2 separate regions of the Mus musculus genome follow, and region 2 is linked to region 1. A link is a contact called in public promoter capture Hi-C data. All regions are on one chromosome and are shown on one strand. The core of a region is the stretch at or near the end of the contact, and the rest is flanking DNA. Distances in the headings are between cores, read along the strand shown. Region 1 holds the start of Mysm1 (myb-like, SWIRM and MPN domains 1). Region 2 overlaps Junos (a long non-coding RNA gene).

Region 1 (7,578 bases), core at 3,006-5,505:
GTGTGTACCACCACACCTGGTTAGGTTCCTCTATTTTTTTTTCTTTTTTCTTTTTTTTATTTTTGTTTTTTCAAGACAGGGTTTCTCTGTGTAGCCCTGGCTGTCCTGGAACTCACTCTGTAGACCAGGCTGGCCTTGAACTCAGAAATCCACCTGCCTCTGCCTCCCAAGTGCTGGGATTAAAGGTGTGCACCACCACTGCCTGGCAGGTTCCTCTATTTTTAAAGGAAGTGTCTCCATATATTACCTCTGTGGTTTTGGAGAATTAGGCCTTAGTTAAAACAAACAAAAAAATAAAGTAAAAGGGAGGGGGAGAAGAGGCACTCTGGGCAACTAGCTGCAATGTTATGTCACCTGACTTAGCTTACTTACAAGACAGCCATTTTCCCTTCTCCACGTTGAATCAAGATAGTGATCTTGAAAAACTGATGCTGTACTTTCATCATTTCTGTAATACAAAATATACAAAAAATAAACGATATTGCATCCATTTTCAGCTACAGATCACATAAGACAGGGCCTGGCCAGTTATTGATACAAAGCACCTTCTTTCCTTAACAAAGATTTGAACACAACAATACCTGCTCTGCCCTGTCAGCCTATGAGAGAACTGTAATGCAGCACAACAGCCACACACACACACACACACACACACACACACACACACAATAGTTAAATCTTTTAGAACAGTTAAGTCTGCCAAGAGTGCAAGAGCCTACTATCATTTCAAGTCATTGCAGAAATATTTTCATGTGGTCTACCATAGTGAGGACTTGCAACATTCACACTTGATATATGCATCAGAACACCTACCTGAATCTCCTTAAGGACCACAAGTTACATGGCTAAGCTTAAAATAACCTTTCCTCTCAAACCTGTCAGGTTTCCACTGTATACTCTCTTAGCCCTTGTAACATCAATCTCCCTAGCCGTCCAAGACACTAGGACCTGTTTGTTTCTGAATCTGCCCCTTTTCTTTCACTGTTTCCACTCTTTGTTTCACATCTGGGTCAGTGCAGGAGAAAAAGCTAGCAAGCCAGCTTCTCATCTTCCTTCACCCTTGTCCATTTACCTTCATTGAACACAGACATAAAGTTTAATGTCTGTTCTACCCACCAAGAATTAATAGTTTTATGACAGCAGGGACTTCATTTTCACAACTGCTATATACACTCAGGGGATGACACAGAATGTAATCAACAGTTGAATGAATGAGTAAAGAAACAAATGGGTAACGGACAGAGGACTGTAGTAAAGAATGAAGATTTTATCACAAAAGTACCCACCATGGTAGTACTTAATTGTAATACCAGAACTTAGGAGGTAGAGTCAGGAGGATCAGGAGTCCAATATATGGTAAATTCCTGGCCAGCCTTATCAAAGCCTATTGGAAATGGAAGGTAATAACATAATCAGATTTGGATGTAGAGAACATAATTATAAAACTACTAGAAAAACACAGCAATAATTTGTATCTATAAAAAAGGCAGAATGAGCAAGAGTGCTGTCTGAAAGGACACTTAATAAGTGACCAGATTTTGGGGGGTGGGGGGTAGAAAAATGACAGAAGGAAAAAGGAGGGAGTTCAGGTCTGTGCCTGGAGACTGTGTGGATGTTGCCATCATGCACTGAACTAGGGACAGCTCAGAGAAAAATCTGAAAGAGGGAAGCTGATACAGTGATGCTGAGGTACTTGTGAGACACAGAAGTGCTGGTAGGTTCTAGTTAGAGTTCTGATCGGAAGCTCACAGACACAGGTCAGTGAGGGTTTAGGGAAATAAAAACAAGTGTTAGGTTGAATTTGAGAGTTAGGTTTGTACATTAGAATGGCAGGGTAGCAAAACATCAACTTGACAGAAATTAAGTCAGGAGAGATGCCAGGCTTGGAGATATCACTAGGAATGGCCACTGAGCACAACTCTTATGGCAAAACACATTTCCTCAAGGAGGGTTCAAAAACATTCAGAAAAGGAAGATGAGAAGAAATAATAGTTGAAAGAAAACCAAATTGCAATGCTTGGTTTTCGTATCTAGCTTTCAGTAAATGCTTAAAACTGGTATGTTTCAAACTAATCTTCAAGAGTTCCTTAAATGCTACTGTCCCCTGTAACACAAAATACCTCAAGGGGCACTCGGCACACTAAACTCAACATGATTCAAACTCCAGCATTACAGGGCACCATTCCACATAATGTCAGTGATGCTCCAGAAGCAGTGGCTGACATGAGGACCCTCCTAATCCTGCTTGCATGCTGCATAGAAAGAAAGAAAGAAAGAAAGAAAGAAAGAAAGAAAGAAAGAAAGAAAGAAAGAAAGAAAGGAAGAAAGGAGAGAGAGGGATGGAGGGAAGGAGGAGAGGAAGAGGAAGGGGAGTGGAGGAGAAGGGAAGGGAAAAGAAAAAGGGGAAGAGGGGAAAAGGGGAAAGGGAAGGGAAGGGAAGGAAAGAAAAGACAGGACATGACTGCTCCTAAGTATGGCGGAGAAGAAAGTTCATTGTAGATAAAAGGGAGAGCATATGCAATGGTGGGGAACATCCAGAGAGAATATGACCCTGAACTGGGCCATGTAAAGAGAATGCAGAGAGAAGCTGCAACAGAGAGAGGCTGCCTGGGCCAAGAGACAGGCCAATAGAGTAAAGGACAGACCAAAAGGGCCAGATAGCCAAAATGGCTGAATTATATAGAGAAGGGCAGCTGGGGGAAGGGCAGACTAACTTCAGGGCTAAAGAAAATAGGGTAGGAGGCAGGGTATGCCAGCCATACCCTGCAACAGGCAAGACTGAAGGATGCTTTAAGAACCTGGAGGCCAGTTCCACTGTAATACAGCACCTCAGGTAATCATTTGTCTCTCCTTTGAGACCTAACATACGAGGTTAACATTACAACATGCCACCAGTAGTCTCAAGTGTCAAGAAAATGGTACAAGAAAAAGGGATGAAAAACTAAACACAACCAGGAAAGTTAAAACGAACCCTTGAGAGAGGCACAGAGCCAATGCTTTCAGGTGACGGTCACTGAACACCAGGTGAATTCCTTTATGAACTCCAAACTGCCCTCGCCCACTGAGGTCACCGATTCTCAAACATCACAAGCACTTGCTCAAGTCTGATATATCACACTGGTGTAGAGTTATTGCTATCTCAGGCTATCCACGTAACTTTTGAACTTTTGAGAAAATATTTATGTGAAGTTAACTACCCCTCATTTTCATCACATTTTAAGAACTCACTGGCTATTTTAAAATGCTTCTTATTCTGGTGCCTTATAGAGGAGGACTGGCAGTCTACAGTGGAGCAGCCCTCCTGTCAAATGAACTATATGGGCTGAAAATGGAGCAGTACTAGTAATAGTATGTACTTCAGCAGAATTCTAACGAAGTCGCTGACAAGTTACAAGTAATGTACCTGGCTTCTACAGGAGGTCCTATCTGGCCCCCATTACTTAAAAGGAGGGATACCGCGTCCTCCTAAAGGCACGTGTCAAATCAGGTTCAGTTTAAAATCACACTGCCCGTCCTTGCAGGCACTGGCATGACACCCCTAACTGGGTCTTCACTACATTATCCTAACACAGCAAAGAAAACATCTGCCGAGCATTCTCCATATGCTAAAACATCTCTCAGAATTATTTCATTCGATGCTTACAACAGTAAGATCGACAAGTGATTCTTGGTTTCCAAGCAAGCGGAGCCTTGCTTGGAAATGCCTCAAATGCCTTGATCACGGTCAGAGTGACAGTAAACAGGAAGAGCAAAAGCAAAAGGCAAACATGACTTGTCCAACTCTAAAATCTGGATCCTTTAGGGTAAGCTGCCTTTCCCCCAAGTTTTCAACAACTTGCTCTGAGAAGGAGGAATCAAACGACTGGACCAGGTCGCTAGCGGGCGCAGGACTAAATTAGACGCCAGTGTTCAAGATGCTGTGAGGCGCCTGAGACAGCGCGAATGCAGGTAGGAATCCGAATTAAACACTGTCCATCGCAGCCCAGAAAGTGGAGATAAACAGTGCAACCTGGGGCACCGGGTCCACTCCCGGACCCGGCCGACTTCCGGCTGGGAGCACCCCGGGTCCCGACGCCGTCCACACGGACCCTCGGCCAACCGCATCCTCCGACCCTTGCCTAGCACAGCCCGGCCCGCAGGACCCCGCTCCGCGCCTCACCCCGGCTGTGCAGCCGCCGCAACATCTCCTTCCACATCCACATCCGCCTCCTCCGCCTCCATGACTGCACCTGACGCAGGCGTACTCGCGAGATCCCGCGAGATGCGGCGGGGCGGGACCGGGGGCGGGCCCAGGGCCGGAGGCGGGGCCTTGGCGTGGCGCACTTCCGGGGAACTCCGGCGAGTAAGACCAGGAGACTGCGTGAAAGCTGCTTCCCCAAGGACCGCATGGGTTATCTCACTTCTCTCACGTCTTACGTGGGCTAACTCACAGCAGATCTTTTTCCATTCAGGCGAGAGACCCTGCTTTGTGGCATCCATTGTCTCTGGTTCATTTTCGCACACACACACACGCGCGCGCGCGCCTACCCGCCCCGCCCGCCACCGTGAATTATTAGAATGACCCAGTGGAATGGATGCAGGTTTCACGGATTTTATTTTATGGATAAGTAAATAGACTCAGAAAACTGACGTGATTGTTCAAACAGAGAGCTTGGTAGATTGATCTTTTAAACTCTGCCCTGAGTGTTTGCCATATACATACAAATCATTGCTGGGAATCTGTGAAGCAAAGAACTTAACGGTTTTCCAAGAAATCAGAGTCTTGCTTCTGCATTTTTCTGCCCTCAAATCTGTCTCTCATACAGTTAGAATCCATGACTCATTGTCTTCTCGATCAGACTGTGACTTCTTTAAGGATAAAACCTGTCTGGTAGTCCTTACACTGCCTGCGTTCAGCACAGTGTCTCACGTAGTAGAAGCTGTGTTGGACAGGTAAGTGTATTGGGAACCAGCAAAATAAACCTGATTTGTTGTTGTTTTGTTTTGATTTTTTGAAATAGGGTTTCTCTGTATAGCCCTGGCTGTTCTGGAACTCACTCTGTTGACCAGGCTGGCCTTGAACTCAGAAATCCACCTGCCTCTGCCTCCCAAGTGCTGGGATTAAAGGCATGCGCCACCACGCCCCGCAAAATAAACTTGTTCTTTTTTTTTTTTTTAAGTACTACCATGTCGTTTTCAGGCTTCATTTAATCATAGGGGTAAACTAAATTCAAGGTCCCAGGCCCTGGGGGAGCTTCTGTTGTAAGGAGACAGCTATTTGAGCCCAGCCATCTCAGAGACAACTTAGAAGGAGACAATTGTCTGCGTCCAGTCATCTCAGGGAAAGTTGTAAGGAGACAGCAGTTTGAGTCCAGCCATCTCAAGGACACTCTCCAGCTTGCTGTAGGGTCAAACTAAGTTCTTGTTCCCAGGCCCAGGAACCAGCTCCTATTCTGATTGGTGGAAATTCGCATGCTCAACCCTTTATGGTCAAAATATGATTGGCCGAAGCTACAGCCTACCCTGCTTGCCCTCCCTTACTTTATGGTTTCATCCTTTAAATATGCTATGTAATTCCCCTAAAAAGTCACTCTCCGGACTCTGTTCTATGTTCTCCGGCCTTGGTCGATCAGTAGCAGCTTGAATACAATACATCATTCACTTGATGTATGAGTTATGTTGGATCTATGCGGACCCCATAATAAGTGAACGAAACAATAAAACGAGCTTACTTCACACCTCAGCCTGAGAGTGTGATGGCAGGAGAGGCAGAAGAATTTTGTAAAATGAGGGCCCCGTGCTTTAGGAACTGAATAGTGTGTTTTACTTTTCAGGGCAACCTGGAACCATGGTGTTTATTTGTTTGCGCATTGTCAGAGGACTCATCTAGTAATCAATGCTAACAGCTTGCCTGACAGAGCATAGGCACTTAAAGGTGCCTGTTGGATTTAATCGGGAAATGCAAAATAGAAACACCAGTCTCTAACTCAAGAGCCAGGTAAAACTACCAGAGGGAATAATGCAGTACCCATTACTCAGGCAGGGCCAGGGATGGTGCCTGTTTGCCTCAGACATTGTGTGAGGACTGAAGAAACTTTGAGCGAATGTGTTAGGCCTGATTGGAATCCCAGGTGAGTGTGTATTGTTGAGATGTGTTCAGCCCTGTTAAACACCCAAAGACCCAGTCTTGTGGGGCAGCCATCTCTGTTGGGGTCAGGCTCGGAATGGCAAAGCCTTCCTGTGGTCCAAGTATGAGAGTTTATGAACAATTGACTACAGTGTGCAAGCCTTCCTGTGGTCCAAGTATGAGAGTTTATGAACAATTGACTACAGTGTGCAAACCTAACAAGTGCAGTGTCTTCCTCCAGGCTGTTTACAGCCCGAGGCTGTGCCTTTGCCAGGACCGCCTATCTAAGAGACTATCTAAGCCCTGTCCCTGTGCTGTACATAACTGTGCTGGGGCTCTGTGCTCTGGGTATAGTTGGTCCCATTCCATCGGAGTGTGCTCAGCCCACCTGACCCAGCTTTTCTGTGTACACATCTGTTTTTTTTGTTATTATTTTTCTCTTCTTTTTAAATTTCTGTCTCTTTAATCCCTCATCATCCAGTCATGTTTCAAGGTCCAAACCCATGCAGGGAAGCAGAACAGACTAGGAATTCTCATCGTTCATTGGGTAGACGATATGAAGGATATGGCCTAAGTAGGAATAGCTGTGGATAGATAGGCCATTGCTTTGGCACGGCCCAGTAAACCTTAGAAGCAAAACCTGAAAGGATTAAACTGGTTCTAGGTAATTTAACTTCATTATCACCTTCAAGTAGTATGCAGAAATAAAAGAATAAGTATCCAGCCTACAGTAAGTTAATGTTACAGTGTCTGGCATCCAATAGGCATCCAAAGAAGTAAAATATAGGCCATAGAAAAGACATTGTTTCCACTGAAATCTGTTTAGTTATAACACAGATGTTGGAGTTGCTATGTTTAGGACTTACTCATCCAGTACTGGCATGTGAGAGTCCTGATGCTAGAACATTAAAACAATGATTCTAATTGTGTCCTGTGTGTTTAAAAAGTAACATAGACACATGGAAAATACAGAAAGGATAACATTGAACCTTTGGAAATGGAAAGTATATTCCAGAGACAAAGAAAACATTTGATGAGACTAATAGGAGAGTAGATATTCCTAAAGAAAGAATCAATGAACCTGATCATGTAAGAAAATATGTCATTCAAAATGAAATGCATGAGGGGATATAAATAAATAAAAGCAGACACTGAGCTGTTGAAGGAGCAAGAGAAGCAGGTCAGGAAAACATTTACGAAAATAATGACTGAAGACTTTATATTTTGAGAGAAATAATAAATTAATAGATTCCAATAACTGCATAGATAAACAAATGATATTGTACTAAGGTCAATTACAATAGAATTGCTCAAAACCAGTAGAAAAGCTTCCCTTTGACAGTAAATGTCTTGTCAAGAAAGAGAAAATCAAGAAAGCTGTAAAGCAATATGTTTAAAATATAGGGAGAAAAACAATTAGTCAACTCAATGATATTTCTCAATGTTGTTTCTAGTAAACAAACCTTTCCAAA
Region 2 (7,578 bases), core at 3,497-5,996, 180 kb after region 1:
CTTCAAGAATGTATTTAATTTTTTCCCAAAAGAAAAATTCATAATTATAGTCAAATTGATTTTAAAGAGGAGACAAATATTTACTTATCTACTGGTTATTGTCCCAAGTCCTGGCCAAAGGAAGCCACAGCCAGGCCTGGCAGGCTCTGAAACCCCACCACAGGCTTAGTTCCTCTTTCTGTTGCTCTTTGGAGCCTGCAGCAGATAGACTGACCTTATCAGCCTTATCAAAGTACTCCAGGCCAGAAGAATAATTGTCTGGTCCTTGGAGCTCTTGAGGCGGGGGAGATCTTGTAAACAAACAGAGTCCACATAGAGGCAGTGGGGGAGGGTCAAAGGAAAAGAATCCTTGACATTTTAGAGATGGGGCCAAGATTAAAAGGACACCAGGCCCAGCCCCTATTGGCTGCTTCTGTAACGACTGACAAATGCATGCAGCTTCACTGGATGCCAAGGCTTTTCTTTAAATATCGCTGGGAGCTGGGGCATTCCCAGGGTGGTGTTGGCTTGATCCAGGCCTAATCCCTGCCCAGGGTTGACCTTTCACAGTTTACAGAGCACTTTATCTCCTGGCTCTGTGGAGTTTCACAAACTCTCTCAGAGAAAAGAGCTTTATCATCACCCCAATTCCCAGGCGAGGAAATTGAGGATCCAAAAGCAAGCGAGCATCTCCCCAATTCACAGCTCCAAGCAGTGGGGGCTGGGAAGACAGCATATACATACATACATATATATATATCCTGGCAGCAAATGCCAACCTCTTCCTATCCCCTTAGAGTCTTCCCCACAGACGTCCTTACCGCAGCATCGGTCTGTGTTCTAGATGAGCCCAGATCTTGCCCCACAAGAAAATCCACAGACCGAAGACACTGGTGTGCCAACACAACTGTGCTCGGAGAAAGAAGCTCGTCAAAGTGTCTACATGGCATATTTCCATTTACAGAAAATGGAAGCTGATCTACAGAAAAGGATAGAAAGTAGGCAAAAGCTATTTGCTGAAGGGAGACAGGAGAAAAATGTACAAAGGCCAGAAAAAAAATGGAGGTTATGAAAATGCTGGCTGTCTGGATGGTGGGGAAGCTTTCCCAGGTCTGTAGCTCACAGAGCTCGGCAAGCCCTTGTGGTTTAGCATGGACCAATTACTTCTCCATGAATGCAGAGAAAAAGAGGAAGCTTGGGGAGATGAGAGAAGAAGGACAGCACATCATTCATTGTCTTGAAGCGAGATCCCAATGGGAACACTGTGTACCATTAAGCATATAGGGGAAAGGAGGGGAACTGTTCTCTGTCAGGGGCTTCTAAGGCAATTTTCAGGAGAGAGCTACAGAAACGTGCATTGGTCAAGATATGGGCTGGGGAGTTAAAAAAGAAAAAGGCAGAAATGCAAGTAGCCCCCCCAAGTTTTGGAGGTGCTGACATTAAAGTGAGTTGTATCCTATTTTCTTTGGGTATTCAGACACATGCCCTCCTTGGCAGGGCGCTTGGCTTTGCTAATAAGATCCCTACGTCTTGGAGGACATCTCTCAGGTCCTGCACTCTCAGGTTTCCCCTTTGAGTTCTCCTGCCAAATGTTCCCTGGCTGAGCCATGGGTAAGCTCAGGCCCAAGGCCCTCGGTGCCCCCATTTCAGCCTTTTCGAAATCAGAGTAAGAAGGTGGGGGATGACTGGGGGGCTTCATGTGTGATGTGCTAATATTCTAGGTCCAGTAGTAACTGATAAGTATACTTGGAGGATTTTGAATAGTTTATTAGAATATACTATAGTGTAGTAGAAGGACAGTTAAGATTTGTTACAACATAGTACCCCAATTAACTGGCTAATTGATTCCAAAGCCAATTCTAACCACTGCTCTTAAGAGTTTGAAAAAAATGCTCACGTGGGCTTTGGACGATTTATTATTCATATTTTTACATAAGGACTCTCTCAGTCACACGAGAAACCTACACATGAAATCATGGATTAGCTCTTGCTTTCAATTTCCTTGGAATGTTTGTTGGTTTTAAAAGGGCTCTCTTTCAAAAGTGTCCTTATTAATTAAATCAACCAGTCAGCCGCATTCCCTGCTTCTAACTCAGCACTCAAGTTTAAACTTGGTTCGGGAGTCAGCTTTCCAACCTTGGCTTAAGGGGCATTAGTCACTCTGAGCAAAATATGGCATCTGAACAGCTGTCTTGGGTACTGAGCGTCCAGGCCTATGTGTCTGGAGAACAGACAAAGGGGGTAGGTGTGGAAGGGAGGCAAGTTTAATTTCTGAATATATATATGTTCTGCACCCCAGGCTTTTTACAAAGAATATCTCTTGATTTTCTCAACAGGTCATGAGTGTGTTCTGCCTTCCCCATTATAACAAGGTCAAGATTGGTCAAAGACCATCCTGTTAACAAGGGGTAGAGCTGGGGCTAGAGTACAAACACTGACTCCTCTGCAGTCTTTCCTGTGTGCTGTCATGTATGTATACATGTATGTATACATCTGTGTGCTGTCATGTATGTATACATCTGCCCTAAACTTCTGACCCCCAAATACAGTGCTTTTATTCCAAGATCCAGATGGCAAAACAGAAACTCAAAAATGCGATATTCTCCACATAAACTAAACACAGACTCTGGACTCGAATTTCACAGTCCTGGGAGGATTACTTCACCTATCATCCATCCATCAGCACCAATCCACCTACCCACTCACCCATCCACCCACCCTCTTACCCACCCACTCACCCCCTCACCCATCCACCCACCCCCTCACCCATCCACCCACCCTCTTACCCACCCACTCACCCCCTCACCCATCCACCCACCCCCTCACCCATCCACCCACTCATTCACCCTCCACCCACCCACTCACCCATTCACCCACCCACTCACCCATCCACCCACCCCCTCACCCATCCACCCACCCCCTCACCCATCCACCCACCCCCTCACCCATCCACCCACCCCCTCACCCATCCACCCACCCACTCACCCATCCACCCACTCACTCAAGAGAGTGTCAAGAGCTCACCCTGCTCTGGGGACTGCCTGGTTTCTTAGAGATGGGGCAAATTGTAGATAGTCCCCACTCTTTAAGAACTTGTAGTCGAATAAAGAAGGAAAACACACCACATTAGACAACCTAATTGGAGCATGAAGGGTCCTCTAAGGTACTATGAAAGAGATGGGAACATAGAAGACAAAGCATCCAATTACCTTGCCAATAAAGCAAGGGAGGTTCCAGAAAGGAGGTGACATTGGACTATAAATACACACTCTCCCAGAAGAGAAAGGGGGAGGAAGGTTTCTCTAGGCAGAGAGCACCAAAGCACTGCTGCGCACACACCGAATCCCTGCCACCTGCTTAAAGCACCGTCTCTAATGCCTAGAATTCTGTGGACTAGGTATTATCCATAACACTTCACAGAATAGGAGCATAGGCACACAGAGGTTAAGTACTTGGCCCGTGGTTAGAGGTCTGCTAAGACAGGCCTTGAAGTCAACTCTTGAAACCTGGTTTCAAAGGTCATCCTCTTAGACACTCACTCACTGAGAACTGAGTGGGGGCCATCTGTTAGGAGTTTCTTGTGAGGAGGGACACATAAACAGGAAGCAAGCCATGGGCTCTTCCTGTAGGCTTTCTCCACGCAGCCTTATGCTGCTAATCTCAGGAACTTGGACTTGCTAGATCCATAACAGAATTAATACTCTCTCTATCTCTTTCTCTCTCTCCCCCCTCTCTCTCTAGCTCATGTACAGAGGCAAGATTCTCTCTCTACTTATGAGGCCACAGAAGAGAAAGACACCTTTATTTACTTTTGACTGAAAACATTATCTGTCTACTGTAGACACACCTGTATCTTTGGTTAGTTGGATGTCAGTATCTGAGTTGTTCGATTTCTGTGTCCAACAGTTTGGGTAATGCATGAGGACATAGCCTTTGTTCGTCTCCTTTGCCACCCCCTGAGTGCCCAGCATAGCACTTGGCCACAACTGGTACTTAGACATTTCCAGTGAATATTTACTGAAAATGTGTTGAGTGACTTCTGGGTTTTGATTAATTATTTAGGAAGCAAATTGTGGGTTTATTTGCTTTGCTAGTAAGAGGACGTAGCTGAAGGAACTCTGAAGGTGAAAGAGACCTTTGTCTTAAGTCAGTGGTTTACAAAGTGCTTTTCTAAGTTTGCCTTCTGGATTCTAATTCAGCTACTGTCCCGCTCAAGCTTTCTGAGGTCATCACATCAGTGTTGGGAGACAGCAAGTTTGAGTCCCTATCCATTCTCATCCTTTACACCCTCTCGGATCGCCTGATCTCCTTCAGTCTGTGCCTAAACACTGTGAAGGAAGAAAGTTCATAAACTCATAGGGCACACTGTCCCCCTATCGGATGGGCAAGGACAGTACCACTGTCAACATGTCCTGAGCGCTTCTTGGGTACTAGGTTCGGTCCCTGTCGCCAAACATAATGACCAGACATTATTTTCTTTCTCCTCTCCTAGCTCTAAGACTCACGCCCTACTCTCCTGCCCTCCACTGCTCGCCCCGGGCTCTCCGGCCGCCACCGCCTGCCCCGCCCGCGCTTCGCCACCCCAGCCTCCCGCACCAGACGCCGGCTGCTCCTGCGCTCCCACGCCCGCGCACCTCGCTCTCCCAGCCCCGCGCTCCCACACCCGGCGCGGAGGAGGCGGGCGCCCGGGGCGAGGGCAGGGCGGCCACGTCAGCGGCGCCGGCTCGCTCCGCCCTCCGCGGGCCTCCCCATAGAAGGTAAAGCCTGGGCAGAGCCCGCGGGCGTCCTCAGGCTGGCAGCTCGGGCTGCTGGTTTCAGTTTCTGAAGAGCTAGGCCTTGAGCAAACACTGGCTGGCGGGAGGAGGGTGTTGGACGCCTTCCCAACAGATAATGTGATTCCCTGCCGCTGGGAGCCACCCACGGTGGGAAGGGGCAGCGCAGGGACCTGCGCAGGACAGCCACGGTCCTGGGCGGCTGGGGGAGCCTGAGCTCGGACCCTTCTTCCTCATCTGTAAGGCTGCCCCTCTCTCCGTGGACACTTAAAATGTTTGCTTTCTTTCTGAGAAAGAAACAGAGGGAGATCGCCAAGACCAACATGAACTCCAAACTCAGGGCATTCCTCACTCTACTCTGACCTTTTTGTAGATGCACTTTTTTTTTTCTTCTCAAAGGCCAGACCTATCCCTACCCAGCGGGTGACCTGTGTACATTTCCTAACTTCTCTGTCTCATTATCCTCACCCATAAAATGGGAGTAATGATACTTATCTTTAGATACGCTCCGAGGGTTAGATTAGCTATAGATTATACATATTAAGCACTTAGTGCCTTCAATCAGCAGTAATTAACATTATTATTAATTGTATTGTTATGGCGTATGACTAATCATGAGATAGATTCTTAGTGCTTCTGGGAGCATAAGTAAAAATATGCTCATTTAAAAAATTTTATTGAGGGAGGGAGTTTTATGAGGTGAATATAAAGAGTAGCACTGAGTCAGGATATAGTCGTGCATGTGTCTCATTTCATAAAGAAACTTGGAAAGCCGGCATTATGTCCACTGTACAGGTGAGGACTCTGAAGCTTCCAGAAGTCACTGGCTCATCTCAGACTCTGGGTCAGTATCTAATTTTTCTCTCTTTCTTTGAGACTTGTCCTTATATAGCCTAGAATAGTCTCTAACTCACCAAGTAGCTGGGGATAGCCTTGAACTCCTTAAAAAAAAAAAACAAAAAAACCAAATATTTCGTTTCCTCTTTCTCCCCCTCCTGCTCCTCCCCCACTTCGTGCGTGCGTGCTTGTGTGTGTGTGTGTTTGCCCAAGGAGTTCAAAAGACAGGAACTGGAATTAGAGGCTGTTAGGTGCTGCCCTATGCTGGTTGCTGGGAGGAGAGCATAGGTCCTCTGGGAGATCAGCAAGAGCTCTAATCTGCTGAGTCATCTCCCCAACTCCCAGACTTGAACTCGTGATCTTCCTGCCTCGTTAGCCTAAGTGTCACACACCTAGCTCTCTCTCCTCCAGTGACCACACCCCACCCCAGCAGGGTCACACCTGTTTGCCTCAGCAAAGGTACCTCCTTTCCTTTGCATAGCCTCCCATCCTCCCCGCATAGCCTCCCATCCTCCCTTTCGCCAAGCTCTTCAACCTGGAGAAAACCTAGTCAAGTCTGGATGCCAGAAGAAGGCCACTGTCTGCTCCAGGAGACTTTCTGATCCACCCCCACCACCTCCACCCCTCTTCTGCTGCCTGCAGCCCAGGCTGTACAGACTTGTTGTCACCACCATGTCTCTGTTTGTACTGTGCCTCCTCTCAGTAGGCCTCCACAGCTGACCGGTGCTGTCTACAGTCTTAGGACCACCCCCTCCCAGGTTTAGTTCTGAGCTTTACTGGTTGAAAGACTGGGATCTCTGATTTTTACTCTCTGCCTGTCACCTCCCTAATACAGAAGGTGGATTTCAGCAACACTGTCAGCTTGTAGTGTTGCGATCCATACAGGATGTCTGGGCAGTCAGTGGTCTGAACTTACAACTGACAAGGCTCAGGGAATGAGACAGCCTGAGGTCTTGGGTGTTACTTAGGGACAGAAAGAGGAACAGTGCCAACGGGAGAACCAAAATCATGGCTAGGCCTCAGAGGGGATGGTTCCAACCCAAGCCTCCCTGAATCTTCACATGTGGTCTTGGCCTTGCCTCTTTACTTCTTGGGATTCACCCCCCCCGCCCCCCCACCCCAAAGTTAGATTAAATACCATTAGCGGCCAGTCATTTGTCTGTGGGACTTGTACTGCCCTGTGTTCCCGGTTTAGGGTCACACACAGAAGGAACAGGAAGCACAGAACTCAGCCATTGCCTCTCATGAGCTGACAGTAACTATGGTAGTTTACAGTGTCTGCTGAGTAGGTCCTGGTATCTGGCACCGGGCCAAGCATCATTACTGCCCTGTTCCCCCTGAGAGAAAGGACTTCTGCAACTACCATTCTACAGCTGAGGGAATAGGGTCTGAGGCCAAAGAGCCAGCAACTCATTGGTCAGATACAACTGCTCAATCACCTGCAGGAATCCTTTTGAGTACAAACTTGTTCAGAGATATCTGATGACACAGAGACTCTTATCTTTCAAGCCTGTCCTTTATTAATGCTCAGAATAGCTCAAAAGGTCATGCTGCCATCTTTGCATTAGTTTCTTGGCTTTGACTTGGGCCCCAGGCAGCGTCAGTCAGGATGAGAGCTCATGGAAGGAGACAAGACAATATACTCTTCCACAGGGAGAACAAGTCTTCAGGGACTTTTCATGATAGGATGCTCAGAATACAGAAGCTTGTATCTTATGCCCAATGAGCCTGGACTGGCTGTGGTGTGTTCAAGGTTTCCAGGGCAACCTTGGCTGGGATTGGGCTGGACTTGAAGCTTTTGAAATGTGTCCACTGAGATACAATTCTTTGATGATGGCATTGGGGTATGGTAGGGAACAGATAGCATTAACAAGGACAAGTAAGTAGAAACCATAAAACTAAATGGGGAAATTGCTTTCATGGCTGCTGTGTTCCCTGATCTTATTTAGTTTTTTCCCATTCCCCCTGCCCCCCACACCCAAAGAACCAC

The links. Promoter capture Hi-C pulls out the DNA fragments that hold promoters and counts their contacts.
Region 2: a contact with region 1 is called in a promoter capture Hi-C map of fetal liver, with 2.2 times the contacts expected there. The contact joins the enhancer-like site here to the promoter of Mysm1 in region 1. A contact is called at or near these places in 2 of 39 promoter capture datasets (fetal liver and pre-B cells), 5 of 484 Hi-C or Micro-C datasets (CD4 T cells, the G1E-ER4 cell line and muscle stem cells), 5 of 115 datasets of contacts at active chromatin or transcription factors (bone marrow-derived macrophages, effector CD8 T cells, embryonic stem cells and 1 more) and 3 of 9 other capture datasets (adipose tissue, liver and pancreatic islet).

What each region holds. Positions count from the first base shown.
Region 1 is chr4:94,974,845-94,982,422 of GRCm38.p6, forward strand. It overlaps Mysm1 (myb-like, SWIRM and MPN domains 1), which reads right to left and starts at 4,256. Exons shown (of 20, transcript NM_177239.3): 1 at 4,160-4,256; 2 at 373-448. The coding sequence starts at 4,221. It overlaps Gm12694 (a long non-coding RNA gene), which reads left to right and starts at 4,277. Exons shown (of 3, transcript XR_867913.3): 1 at 4,277-4,932; 2 at 5,814-5,977.
Region 2 is chr4:95,156,720-95,164,297 of GRCm38.p6, forward strand. It overlaps Junos (a long non-coding RNA gene), which reads left to right. Exons shown (of 5, transcript XR_867920.3): 4 at 4,472-4,736. Among named protein-coding and RNA genes, the nearest start is that of Gm12708, 33 kb to the right of the region's middle. Within about 2 kb of position 4,747, at least 294 of the 459 cell types and tissues checked have an H3K27ac peak or open chromatin away from gene starts, as enhancers often do. A contact at or near this core is called in the G1E-ER4 cell line, adipose tissue, bone marrow-derived macrophages and 7 more, where this site is marked.